Linked DNA regions of Sus scrofa: regions 2 and 3 are each linked to region 1. A link is a contact called in public Hi-C and HiChIP or PLAC-seq data. All regions are on one chromosome and are shown on one strand. Each heading gives the region's core, a stretch centred on a gene start, on an enhancer-like site or on the middle of the called end of the contact. The rest is flanking DNA. Distances are from core to core; before and after follow the strand shown. Region 1 holds the start of RMI2 (recQ-mediated genome instability protein 2). Region 2 overlaps CLEC16A (protein CLEC16A). Region 3 holds the start of DEXI (dexamethasone-induced protein).

Region 1 (3,886 bases), core at 694-3,193:
TTTTTTCAACCATTTGAAAATGGGTAGGCATTCCCCTTGTGGCTCAGTGGTAACAAACCCAACTAGAATCCATGAGGATGCTGGTTCGATCCCTGGCCCCACTCAGAGGGCTAAGCCCTCTGCAGTGCCATGAGCTGTGGGTGTAGGTGGCAGATGTGGCTCCGATCTGGCATTGCTAGGGCTGTGGCGAAGGCCTGCAGCTTCAGCTTGATTCGACCCTTAGCCTGGGAACTATGCTGCAGGTTCTGCCCTAAAAAGACCAGGGGGGAGAAAAAAAAGAAAGAAAGAAAAAAAGAAAAGAAAAAAGAAAGGCAAAATAGAAAAGGTAAAAGACATTTTTAGCTCCTAGGCCGTGCAAAGAGAGATGAGGGCTGGTCATTTGCCTACCTTGGGCTAGGCTAACACTGCAATCAATGGAGGGCAGACAGAGGGGGAGGCTGAGGGCGAGGGAGGGGTGGGCGACACGTGCGCAGGCGCACTGCATAGCAAAAAACAATGGTCACAATTTTTTGAACCCTATGAGCTAGGAGCTATGTTAAGGCCATTTTTAAAAAATGTACTGAATCCACACATAGGCAGGAATTTCCCCTTTGGAAAGAGGTCCAGAAAGATTAAGCGAAGTGCTCCAGGGAGCTCAGTCAGAAAGGGTCAGGGGCGGGAAGCTCAACCTCCTGCTGAGAATAGGGGTCAGAAAGACAGTCCCCACCCTGCCGTAGTCTGGCTCAGTATTTCTCAAAGTGTGACCCCCCAGGCCAGTGGCGCCCATAGGCCCTGGGAGCTGGTTAGAAATGCAAATTCTCAGCCCCACCCAGATCTACAGTCTCTGAAACTCTGAGGCTGGCGCCCAGTCATCAAAGGTTTTAACAAGCCCTCAGGGTAAGTTTGCGCACCACTGGTTTAAAAGGAAACGGCAGGGGAGTTCCCGTCGTGGCTCAGCGGAAACAAATCCAACTAGGAATCTTGAGGTTTAGGAACCATGAGGTTGAGGTTCAATCCCCCCGACCTTGCTAACTGGATTAAGGTGCCGGTGTTGCCGTGAGCTACGCAGCTCGGATCCGGCGTGGCTGTGGCTGTGGCCAGCAGCTGTAGCTCCCAATAGACCCCTAGCCTGGGAACTTCCATATGCCTCAGGGGCAGCCCTAAAAAGGATGGATAAATAAATAAACAAATAAAGGAAACAGTGAACTAAGGCTCAAGACAGCTCCATGAAGGAGGGGTACAACAGGACTCCTCATTCCTGGGGTTCAGGAGAGCTTCCTTAATCAAGGTACACTCTGAGTCCAGACCTTAAGGATGAACACAAGTTCCCCACTGTGATTATTCCAAAATGTGACAGGGGTGGGAGGAGGAGGAATCACCCCTAGGGAGGGGAGTGTTGTTACAAACACAGATGCAGGGCTCGTGGCGTCCAAGAAAGACCTGTAATTTACTTTGAACGGGGCAGCAGGTGATGCTTATCATCAGAACAGCTTGGGTGGCGCTTAGCTGGAGAAGAGCAGGAAGGAAGGGTATTCAGGCGGGGGACCAGCGAGGTAAAGACCAGGCCCCGCCCTTGGGCGGTACAAACCGAGAGGGTCATCCGCGGGTTCGAACCCGGCCATTACCTGGCACGAGGCAAGGCCGCCCACGCGGCACCCGTTCCAGGCCGCGCACCGAGAAGGCCCCGCTCGGGTCCCGCAGCCGCGCCTCACCGCCGCCCGCCGTCTCCACCGTGCCCTGCATCCACACGGCCGCCAGCTCCAGCGGTTCGCGCCCCGCCGCCGCCCGCGACAGCCGCCACGCTCCCGGGCCGCCCTCCGCGTCGCGCCGCAGCTGCTCCGCCAGCACCTTGAGCGGCGGCGACCGCGGCAGCCTCACGGCCCCAGGGCCGCCGCCGGAAGACGAGTCCGTGGACGCCGCTGCCGCCATTCTGCCCCGCCGCTTTCCCGCCAACTTTGATAGCGCCTGATCCGCGGCCACCAATCAGGGGCGCGCAGCCGGGGCCGACCAATGAGCGGCGCCGAGGGGCGGGGCCACCAGACCGCGCGGCCCCCAGAGTGCGCATGCGTATGTAAAGTAAATAAACGCCCCCAAGCCGGGAACGAATGGATGAAATGAATTAGAAGAGAAAAAAAATGAATGAAGGAGAAGTAAAGAACTCCTTGTTTCCACGCACCTCAAAATTAGGCATGCACGCAAGTCACCTGGAGAATGTGAGTATTCATCTTTACATCGCCTAGCATAGAGCGGTTCTCTGGGGCCAAAAAATACTAGAAAATACTGAAATGAATAGTTGCCATGATGAGGCATGTTTATTGAGAGGAATCGAGAATTGAGTTGAGAGATAAGGCTGTATGAGTTTTTAAATATATATGTTTATTTATATTTTTATACACAAATATTGTTTTGTATAGTGCTTTTACTTAATAATAAACATCTTCCCATATCAGCAACTATCTCTCTGCTTCCTCTTGACTGACTGCATAAGATTCTGTTTGTCTCATCATCTGCTTGTCTGCATGAGGTTCTATTTGTCCCTAGAATATCTAACCAATCAGTATTCTATAGGTGGACATTAGGCTATTTCCAATTTTTCACTTTATAAATCACTAATAGGATTTAGTGATTTTTACAGCTAAATCTTTCTGCACATGTTTCAAAATTACTTCCTAAAAAATTGCATGGTCCCAATCAGCAAAATCCACAACCTAAACCAAGCAATCTTTTAAATCAAGACCAGTTGTCAGGAGACTGTCCTCCCTAGGCCTCTAGCAATACCAGATTTACAGAGAGTATTCAGTAAGAGCTCAGTTTTTAAAACAGCCAAGACATAATTAAGCTCGGCTCTGTCCTAAGAGCTTTGTCATGAGAAACCCATGTACCCCCCTCAACACACCCTATAAGGACTGTTCTACAAAGGTGGGGAAACAGGCTCACAGAAGCTGGTGGCTTGCCAGTCCCTCTGGCAGTAGCCTCTGTGGGGTCCTGGCCTCTATATCTCAGCCCTAAGTTTAAGGTAACCAGGCTCCTAACTTGAAAAGAAGCAAGGGTTTTAACCAAGAGAGAATCCCACCCCTTCAAGCCTGGTGGGTCATCACTGGCCTTCTCTAAGGCCTCTGAAGGTCAGGAAAGCGATGGGGAAGGGAGCTGGAGTAAAGGCCTGGGAATTTCCCACCATTCTCTTGGCCTTCAGATCCTCCAACTCCATGATGTGTTGCTGGCAGAGTGAACTTTCCAAAACACACGTCTGAACACATCAGTGCCCAGCTTATAACCTGAAGGTGTAATCCCAGCATCTGGAATGTGAGCATTCCAGGTAGAGAGAAATGTACTAGAAGGGCCCAGAGAGAAGGGAGCACAACACACTGAGCCAACTGCCAGGATTTCAGAAGAGCTGGGACACAGAGTACAAACCCAGGAGTGGGAACAGACGAGGCTGTACTTGCATAAGCCCATTTCTTATCCCCATTTGACAGATAATGAAACTGAAGTTCAGGGCAATGACAAGCCTGAGGCCCCATGATGAGTGAGGGCTGGAGCCACGACTCAACCCAAGTTCGAATGACCCCAAACTTCATGGTCCTTGAACCATAGATGCCATCTCACTGCCCACACCACGGCCCTCCTCCCCATCACAGATGTCTCCGTACCTTTGCTCATGCTGTTCTCTGCTTCATATGCCTTCTTGCAGCTCTCCCAGCTGCAGCCTGGCTCAATCACCCACCTTCCTGCCACCATCAAGACTGCTTCTCTTCAGGGAGCTTTTTCTTTTTCTTTTTGTCTTTTAGGGCTGCACCCATGGCATATGGAGGTTCCCAGGCTAGGGGTCCAACTGGAGCTGCAGTTCTATGCCACCAGCCACAGCAACACAGGATCCAAGCTTCATCTGCAACCTATATCGCAGCTC
Region 2 (3,949 bases), core at 616-3,115, 310 kb after region 1:
TCTGCAATTGAGCCATTTTATAAAGTACACAGTGACCTTCTGTTAGGACAGAACTTTTTGTATCCCCTCCCCCAGCCCCCACCCAGTAGTCATCAGCAATTGGTGTTGACATAACCATTCAATGCAGAGCCACAGGGAGGAACAGGAGTGCATTTCCTTCCTCGTATAACTCTTTGTTCTTTCTGGAGTTAAGTGTTTCATTATGTTTCATACCCATGACCATTCATACCTCTCTGGGTCCTTGTTTTCCCAAATGCCTGGTCAGATGTGCCATCCACCCAGCCTTCTTTCCTTCCCAATAAGGGAGCTAGTGTTTCCTCTCTCTCCACCTCTGGGAGCCCTCTTTGCTGTCTCTTTATCGTCCTCACCGAGGTGCACCTCTCACCAGATCTTACAAAGCTGTCACTCTGGGGCAGCGCTTCTTAACGGACTCAGTCTTTCCTTAAGGGAAACATATGGCAATGTCTGGAGACATTTTTTGCTCATCACGACTGGAAACGGGGTGCTGCTGGCATCTAGTGGGTGGAGGCCAGAGATGCTGAACACCCTACAACACACAGGACAGTGCCCCCCCCAACAAAGAATTACCCAGTTAGAATTATCTAGATCAAGAGCATGAAATTGGAGAAATCCTGCTCTGGAATTATTCATCACCATCTTAATTTTTTTTTTTTTTTTTTTTTTTTTTGTCTTTTTGCTATTTCTTGGGCCGCTCCCGCGGCATATGGAGGTTCCCAGGCTAGGGGCCCAATCGGAGCTGTAGCCACCGGCCTATGCCAGAGCCACAGCAATATGGGATCCAAGCCGTGTCTGCAACCTACACCACAGCTCACGGCAACGCCAGATCCTCAACCCACTGAGCAAGGGCAGGGACCGAACCCGCAACCTCATGGTTCCTAGTCGGATTCGTTAACCACTGCACCATGACGGGAACTCCTTTTCTTTTTCTTTTTTTTTTTTGTGATCTTTTTTTTAAATCAGATTTATTGAGATACTTTACATACCAAAACTGCACCCTAAGTATACAATTCAATGCTTTTAGTGTATTCACAGAAGTGTCCACCATCACAGCCAATTTTAGAACATTTTTATCCCCTCCCCTCAAAAAAAAGCCCTACAGTCACAGGTAGTCACCTTCCATTTCCCCCGCCCCAAGCCCTAGGAAAACACTCATCTGCTGCTTCTATGAATTTGCCTATTCTGGGCATTTCATACAAATGCCATCAGACAATATGTGGAACCTTCCAGAGTGTGGAAGTCCATATTCCACCTACATGTAAGGGTTAGTTTTGTTCGTGTGTGTGTGTGTGTGTGTGTGTGTGAGTGTGTGTGAGTGTGTGTGTTTTTCATGAATGACAAAGGCATTTTCCCCCAGGCACCCTGTCACCTAATAGGCCCCCCGGGGGGTCACTTACTCCTCATCTGTCTGCACACAGTTATCGAGTTCGATCACGTGGCTCCCAATGAACCAGACCAGATTGGAAAAGTAAGGGACAGCGGTCTTGTCTCTGATATAGTGCAGCATGGCCTGGTTATCCACTGAGAAAAGGCACAAAAGAAGAAAGACAAGAAAGTCAAGCTACTAAAAATAACTTGGGGGAGATTAAAAAAACAACAACAAAACAAAACCACAATGAAAAAAGCCCTCGACTATAATCTGACTCTTTCTGTCTTTCCTGGAAGTACTTAAAAATGGTTACCTTATTCAGAAAACTATACTCAGCAAGGCAGTTTCATGCTATTTTTATAACTGATAACATTAATTGGGCTAAACGTTAACAGTGCAGTAGATAGCCCACTTAGCAGCAGTACATTTAAATAGTCTGCAATGGAAACCACTCCATTCTTAAGCAAGCTTCCTGTATTTTCATGTAAGGACACGTTAAGAAAGCGGAAAACCAGAAGTTATTAACTTACATGACACTGGAATAAGGAACACGGGAATCGTCATTGAAGGAAAGGCAAAAAACAGACAACAGTTAACAGGGTTAGGAGCTGGGAGGGGAGGCAGCTGCTCAGGGGCAGAGGGCTGGGGCAGGAGAGACGCGGCTTAGAGGACAGAGAGCAGGCGGCTACGGTGGTGGCGGCAGTGTCGGGACTGGGGCTCAGACCAGGTCGCAAACACAGAAGCCGTGGGCTGGCCAGGGACTCGGTGAGACACTGGCAGGCCAGGCGGGTACAGTGGGGAGCACGGGCCTCCACCCCAAAGGTAGCAGCTGCTTCTGGCGCCAGCTCAGCACTGCCCTGCGGCCCTGGAGAGCCACATCTACACCTTCAAGGCAGTCATCTGAGACCTCCCAAGTTTTAAATACTGACAACTCTATCTTTTATCAAAAAATATCTAAGCCGCATAAAACCTGTCTGAGAGCTGGGTTCGGCCCTCAGGCCCTGAGTTTGCGACCCCTCGAGGCTCTTAGAAAGGCTCTCCAATTTAAGGCAATCCCAATCCCAGAACTAGGCTGGAGTGAGTTCCCGAGGAGGAGTTCCCGCCCCCTCCCAATTAGGGGGCGTCTCAAGTAATCACCTCGTTAACCCTCAAAAGTCAAAGCATCTGGTCCCTGAGAAAATGGGGTCCCAGCTCCAATGTGGTGACTACATGGGAAAGAACCCCCGTGCTGGGCAGAAAGGCCGTCGCCTTGGAGGGCAATTCCAGCCAGCCTTTGCGCTGGGGCGGGCAGGAGGCCCCGGAAGGGCTTTCTCCTGGAGGCAATGATTCCATTCAGGCACTAAGTGTTTCTTGGAAGAAAGGAGGAATTTGTTGTTGGGTTTTGCAGCCGGTTGAGAATACAAGACTGCCCCCTGCTGTTTGGGATGTGAAATGCTTTCACACATTATTTAAAGATCACACAGCCCCTGGCTGTACTGAAGTATATTTTAGAGGCTGAGGGGCAAATATTTCAATCTCACAATTCAAAGACAGCTTTGCTTTCTCTAATTATCCTGTGGATGCTCTTAGGGTACTATGACTTGTACGTATCAGCATGGAGACTTTCACGCACAGAACTAAGTGTGCGCAGAGAAGGCAGTATTCGTGCAAATGGGGTAGCTGAACGTTCGGCCAGGAGAACTTTTTGTAAGGCATGCAACCTCTGCTATAATAAGCGAGCTTCCTGTTACCCCGAGAGAACAGTTGGTAGGGACCCACGAGAGCAAGCACTGCTGTCAAGTTAGGAAGCCGAGGCACGCACGCACACGGAAACTTACCTTTGTAGACATTTAAAGTTATGGTTCTTACAGCAATTCTAACCATGCTTTCAGGGTGATTGAAAAATTTGATGGCTTCTGTGTACAGGGCGAAGTCGTTAGTGTGCTAAAACACAAGAAGTACCGAAAATCAGTTATAGACACAAGTCAGGCCTGCCCCACTTCAGCGTGGTGAATCTTATCAGAGGCCTCGGTAAAACACAAAACAAACAAACAAAACCAGAAGGGCCACATGAACCTCAAGCCAGTGGTTCATTCCCAGTGGGGCATACGGGAAGGGATGGGAAGGGGAGACCATGGAAGAAACAGAAATGGGTCCAGACAGCACCAGGCCCGGGTTCACGGTCTGTCTGACCACCTCCTAGCTGTCCGATGAATGCCTCTAAGCCTCTATTTCTTCATCTATAAAATGAGGATAATAATTCCCACTTCACGATTGCTAGGATTAAATGACATTAACGAACTGTTGGCAGCAATGCTAGTTATTATTAATAGATGCCACTGCAATGAATAAAATGCAACACAAAGTTTTACTACCTTCAGAGACTATTAGCTACCATATATTTCTCTATTTGAAATACTAAAATTGTAAACACTGTCATGCAGGAGGAGGGTCTCGGGTATCTTCCACCATTAAAAAGAGGTCATCAGGAGTTCCCGTCGTGGCGCAGTGGTTAACGCATCCGACTAGGAACCATGAGGTTGCGGGTTCGGTCCCTGCCCTTGCTCAGTGGGTTAATGATCT
Region 3 (4,092 bases), core at 925-3,424, 350 kb after region 1:
CAATACACTCACTTGAGGTGGTCCAAGGAGTGGATATTGCGGGAAGACTTGCCATGGCCCCCGCCCACCCAGCTCCGCGAGCGGCCAAACATGTCGGCGGCCCTGGCCCGTTGCTTGCTTCACGGTCTCATGCCCGAGCGGCTGAGCGGCTGGACGCCTGCTGCGGCGGCAGAAACGGAGGAGGTAACGAAGGGGGTGGCGGGGACACCACCAACCACCTTCCTATCCGGCCCACAGCCCCGCACTGACATTCAGCCGGAACCGGCCGTTCGACCGCCGCGCTTTACGGCCGCCGCCACGAGGAGAGCTGGGAAATGCAGTTCACCCTCGACGCCCCTGCTGCCAGGACTCTACGTACGAACTACAAGGCCCAGCGTGCATCACGCAACTGCGGGCCAGCGGCCTCGGAAAAGAGGCGGAGCGAGACGGGGGTAGTCCGCAGTATTGCTTGGATGGGCGGGAACGGGAAAGCTATGGGCGAAGCCCTAAGAAATGAGTCCGTGAAGATGCGTGAATAAAAGTTACCACAATATTAATAATTATTAGCTTTATGATAAGAATAAGAATACCTGTTGCTTGGCGTACTATGTGCCACTGCCCTAAGCGGCTTACATATATTGTCATTTAATTCTCTTAAAAACCCTCTGAGGTGAGTACTATTATCTCTGTTTTTAGCAGAAGGAAACTGAATCACAGAAGGGTTGACTTGTCCAAGGTCATAACAGTTATTAAGGGGCAGAACCAGGGTTCAAACCCAGGCACCCTGGTTTTTATCCCCCATGAACAAAACTGCACCAAATTGGTAACAGTCTGAATTATCCTCACAACTTTTCTTTTTCTACTAAAATTAAAAAATAAATATTGAAAGGCCTTCAAGCAACAATGTACCAAAATTGAACGTCCTGTACTTTCAGAGTTCTCTGGTCTTCACCCAAAATCCATACCATTTCCAAAACAACCACGTTTTTAAAAATAAGGAAATACCCAGCTTCCTACACCAGCCAAGATGTATCTACATTTCTCTTCTGGATTAGGAGGGAGAAATTTTGTGGAGGCAATTTTTTTCCTATGTATTCATTTCTACACCTCATAGTTATCAAAGGTCTACTGTGTCGCTTAGGACAGAATTGGACTAAGAAGCCAATGTTCTCCCCAATGCCTAGCACAAAGTTTGGCACATAATAGGTGTTCAACAAGTGTTGGCAGAGTGAATAAATGAATGACAGTTTGTTTCATTTTCACCAGTTGGAGGATTAATGGTTTGCTCTGCAGTTCACCTAAAGGAGCAAGAGACAGTCATGGAGAAAATAGGGCAGGTTCTGTCCTCCAAACACCCACAGGCCCAGAAGCTTCCAGAGTCCTTCTGTTTCTCAGTTTTCTCGTCTGTAGAAAGGGATGACATACTACACTTCCCCATCTGGCTGCAATTAAGCAATGCATGTAAAGCACCCAGCTCAGTGTGGCCTGCTTAACTGCTTTGGAGGGTGCTTTGGGCAAGATCAGTTGCTTGGTGGATGTACAGGTGTTGCCCCTGAGGAGGGGAATCAGAGGGAAATTACTTTTCTGTGTATTTCTTGGTTAAAACCACGTGCATTATTACTGCTTTAAAACAAGTTTCTCAAAGTAAAAACAAGAAGCAATTCTCCTGCTGCAGACCTGACCTGCCTTATTACGCAGATTCCCCCCACTCCCATCCCGCCCCGTACCGCGGGGCTGGACCTTCCAGCAGCCAGAATTTGGAGAGATGAAGGGGACTGGTCGATCTTCCCCACCGAGGACAATTTGCCACTTCAGGGAAATCCAAAATTTTCACTGGTAAGGTCCACCGCCCCGACCCTGCCTCTTTTTTCAACTGGTAAATTGACTCCCAAAAAGGCTTGGCGCCAATACTCAAATCCAGCAGGTGCTAATGAAACCAAGGTTTCCCTCAGTTTTGGTAGCCTTAGGATACGTCTAGGTTTGAAATGTGTTCTAACTCTTTCCCTTCCCCCTACTCCGTCGCGGATTCACTGAGAAAATTGTATTCCAGATCTGCTCTGAGTCCGGAACTAGGAAAGAAACTCAGCAGCCAGCACCTCGAGGGGCGGAGCGCGGAGGTACCCGCCCATCTGACGGCTCGGGCCAATCAGTGTTGGCTTTGAGGTTACCAATCAGCGCAGGCTGGGGCGGCGGGCCAATCAGCGCGGGGCTGCTCCGGAGGCGGTGCTCGGAATGCGACCAGGAGAGCGACGCGGCGGCCGCAGCTATGGGCGCTGGGCCTTCGGGGGCGCGGAGAGGGCTCGAGGAACGGCTGGGCGCGGCTGAAGAGACCGCCGCCGGGACTGGCCCTTGAGATGACCCGCGGCGAGGGTCCCCGCAGGCGCTGCGAGGGCCCGTGAGCGCGAGCGGGACACATCGGAGGAGCCGGGCAGCCGCCGGCTACTTCAGGGGGATCCGCCTGACCGCTGGGCAGATCTACAGGGCCGTGTGGGCACCTCTGGGGGTGGGGTGACCCGCCTGGCACGTTTCGGGGGCCCGGGTGCGTCTGCAGGGGCCAACGCACATCCCCCGGGGCACCGCCGGGGCCCAGCGCCGCCTCGGCCAGCCCCGGGGCGGCCCTGGATGGCTGAGCTGCCCGCTCGCCGGCTGGCCGGGCGCCGCAGCGGCTGAGCTCGCTGAGATCGCCGGGCTGCTGCCGCCCTCGCCGCCCCCTGCATGCCCGGCGCCCGGGTCGCGGCCCACCTGGACGCGCTGGGCCCCCTGGTCCCCTCCGTGCCGCCGCCGCTGCTACCCTCTATGTTCTACGTGGGCCTTTTTTTCGTCAATGTGCTGATCCTATACTACGCCTTTCTCATGGAGTACATCGTCCTTAACGTGGGCCTAGTCTTCCTGCCCGAGGACATGGACCAGGCGCTCGTGGACCTCGGCGTGCTCTCTGACCCCGGCTCGGGCCTCTACGATGCCGATTCGGAGCTCGACGTCTTCGATGGTTACTTGGAGTAGGCTTGGCTGCTGTCCCCCGCTCCCCCTACGACCCGCAACCCTCGACCTGGACCAGCGCCTAGATCATGCTGCCGCTGCTGGTTGAGGGCACCGTCAGGCCAGGGATGGGACCCCCAGGACGAGGCCCTCTCCGGCCTCCAAGGCCTGTAAGTGCCCTCTCTGCGCAGGATGAGGGCGGGTTGGGGCGCTGGCTAGGAAGAGGGAGGCATCCCAAGCCGGACACACAACCCTACCCCAGACTTTTGATTCCTCCATCCACTTCCCCTAGGTCTGTTTGGATGCCAGGAATGGCTGGACTCTTTTGAGACTCTTAGGGCAGGAAAGCTTCCCCTTAGCAAGGCTTACAGCTGGTGAAGAAGGGAAGGGAGGCAGGACCTAAGTGGCATCTTGGTTAGCCATAGTACCAAGTGCCAAAACTTGTGGGAAAAGCCTTTGCACCCAAATCCATTTAAGGCAGACCTGTCAACTCCTCCCCCCATCCTTAACCTGTCTTGATGGTGACCTTGGCTTTGGGGGAATTCCCACTAGTCCTGGAAGGATAAAGACTTGCAGTGTTAAAAGAGGTAGGAAGCCAGGCCCTGATCACCTTTGTCCTGTGGCCCCTTGGAGGACTGGCCGGGGACTGAGAGCAAGGGCTCCCGGCTGACACTGAGAGGAAAAACCTGCTTCAGCAAAGGACGTTGTACTTCCTTTGGTCTTGGCTTGGCTGCTGTTTTGGAGTCAGGTTTCAGGGTGCCCCGCTCATCAGTTCCGTTCTGCAGCTCAAATCTGCAGGGGCTGTCAGTTTCGCAAGCTGCTTTCACAGACCAGGCAAGCTGGGGGTTGGTGCTGGCGTGGCCTTGCCTGCAGTGTTTGCAAGGCCTCAAGGGGCTCTTTGGCCAGCAGGCAAAGGGACCATGGGATCATTGCCCTGAGGCGTTAAAGTCCTGCCTCTAGGCCGCCAGCTGGAAACTGTGTCCAGCCCCACCTTGTGTGCTAGTAGGAGGGAAATGAAGATCCAGGAAGGGGGAAGACTTGGCCAAAGTCCTAGCAAGGAGGAGGGGCAGCTGGACTAGATGAGAGAGGACTGGTGAGGGTTCACTGGGCACCCAGGAATTCCTTGACTGAGCC

The links. A called contact is a pair of places that touch in the nucleus more often than the background predicts. HiChIP or PLAC-seq counts read pairs in DNA pulled down with a chosen protein or histone mark.
Region 2: a Hi-C map of fetal liver shows a contact between it and region 1, with 3 times the contacts expected there. The contact joins the enhancer-like site here to the promoter of RMI2 in region 1. A contact is called at or near these places in 2 of 5 promoter capture datasets (fetal liver and liver), 30 of 47 Hi-C or Micro-C datasets (adipose tissue, alveolar macrophages, blood and 17 more) and 2 of 2 datasets of contacts at active chromatin or transcription factors (alveolar macrophages and skeletal muscle).
Region 3: a contact with region 1 is called in an H3K27ac HiChIP or PLAC-seq map of alveolar macrophages. The contact joins the promoter of DEXI here to the promoter of RMI2 in region 1. A contact is called at or near these places in 2 of 47 Hi-C or Micro-C datasets (epiblast stem cells and liver) and 1 of 2 datasets of contacts at active chromatin or transcription factors (alveolar macrophages).

The regions. Positions count from the first base shown.
Region 1 is chr3:31,812,926-31,816,811 of Sscrofa11.1, forward strand. It overlaps RMI2 (recQ-mediated genome instability protein 2), which reads right to left and starts at 1,944. Exons shown (of 2, transcript XM_003124595.4): 1 at 1,605-1,944. The coding sequence starts at 1,908.
Region 2 is chr3:32,123,801-32,127,749 of Sscrofa11.1, forward strand. It overlaps CLEC16A (protein CLEC16A), which reads right to left. Exons shown (of 25, transcript XM_021086617.1): 5 at 3,205-3,310; 6 at 1,918-1,923; 7 at 1,416-1,539. Among named protein-coding and RNA genes, the nearest start is that of CLEC16A, 33 kb to the right of the region's middle. Within about 2 kb of position 1,866, at least 19 of the 83 cell types and tissues checked have an H3K27ac peak or open chromatin away from gene starts, as enhancers often do. A contact at or near this core is called in alveolar macrophages and fetal liver, where this site is marked.
Region 3 is chr3:32,158,048-32,162,139 of Sscrofa11.1, forward strand. It overlaps DEXI (dexamethasone-induced protein), which reads left to right and starts at 2,175. Exons shown (of 2, transcript XM_003124598.4): 1 at 2,175-3,128. The coding sequence starts at 2,695. The coding sequence ends at 2,982. CLEC16A (protein CLEC16A) reads right to left here and starts at 296. Exons shown (of 25, transcript XM_021086617.1): 1 at 13-296. The coding sequence starts at 92.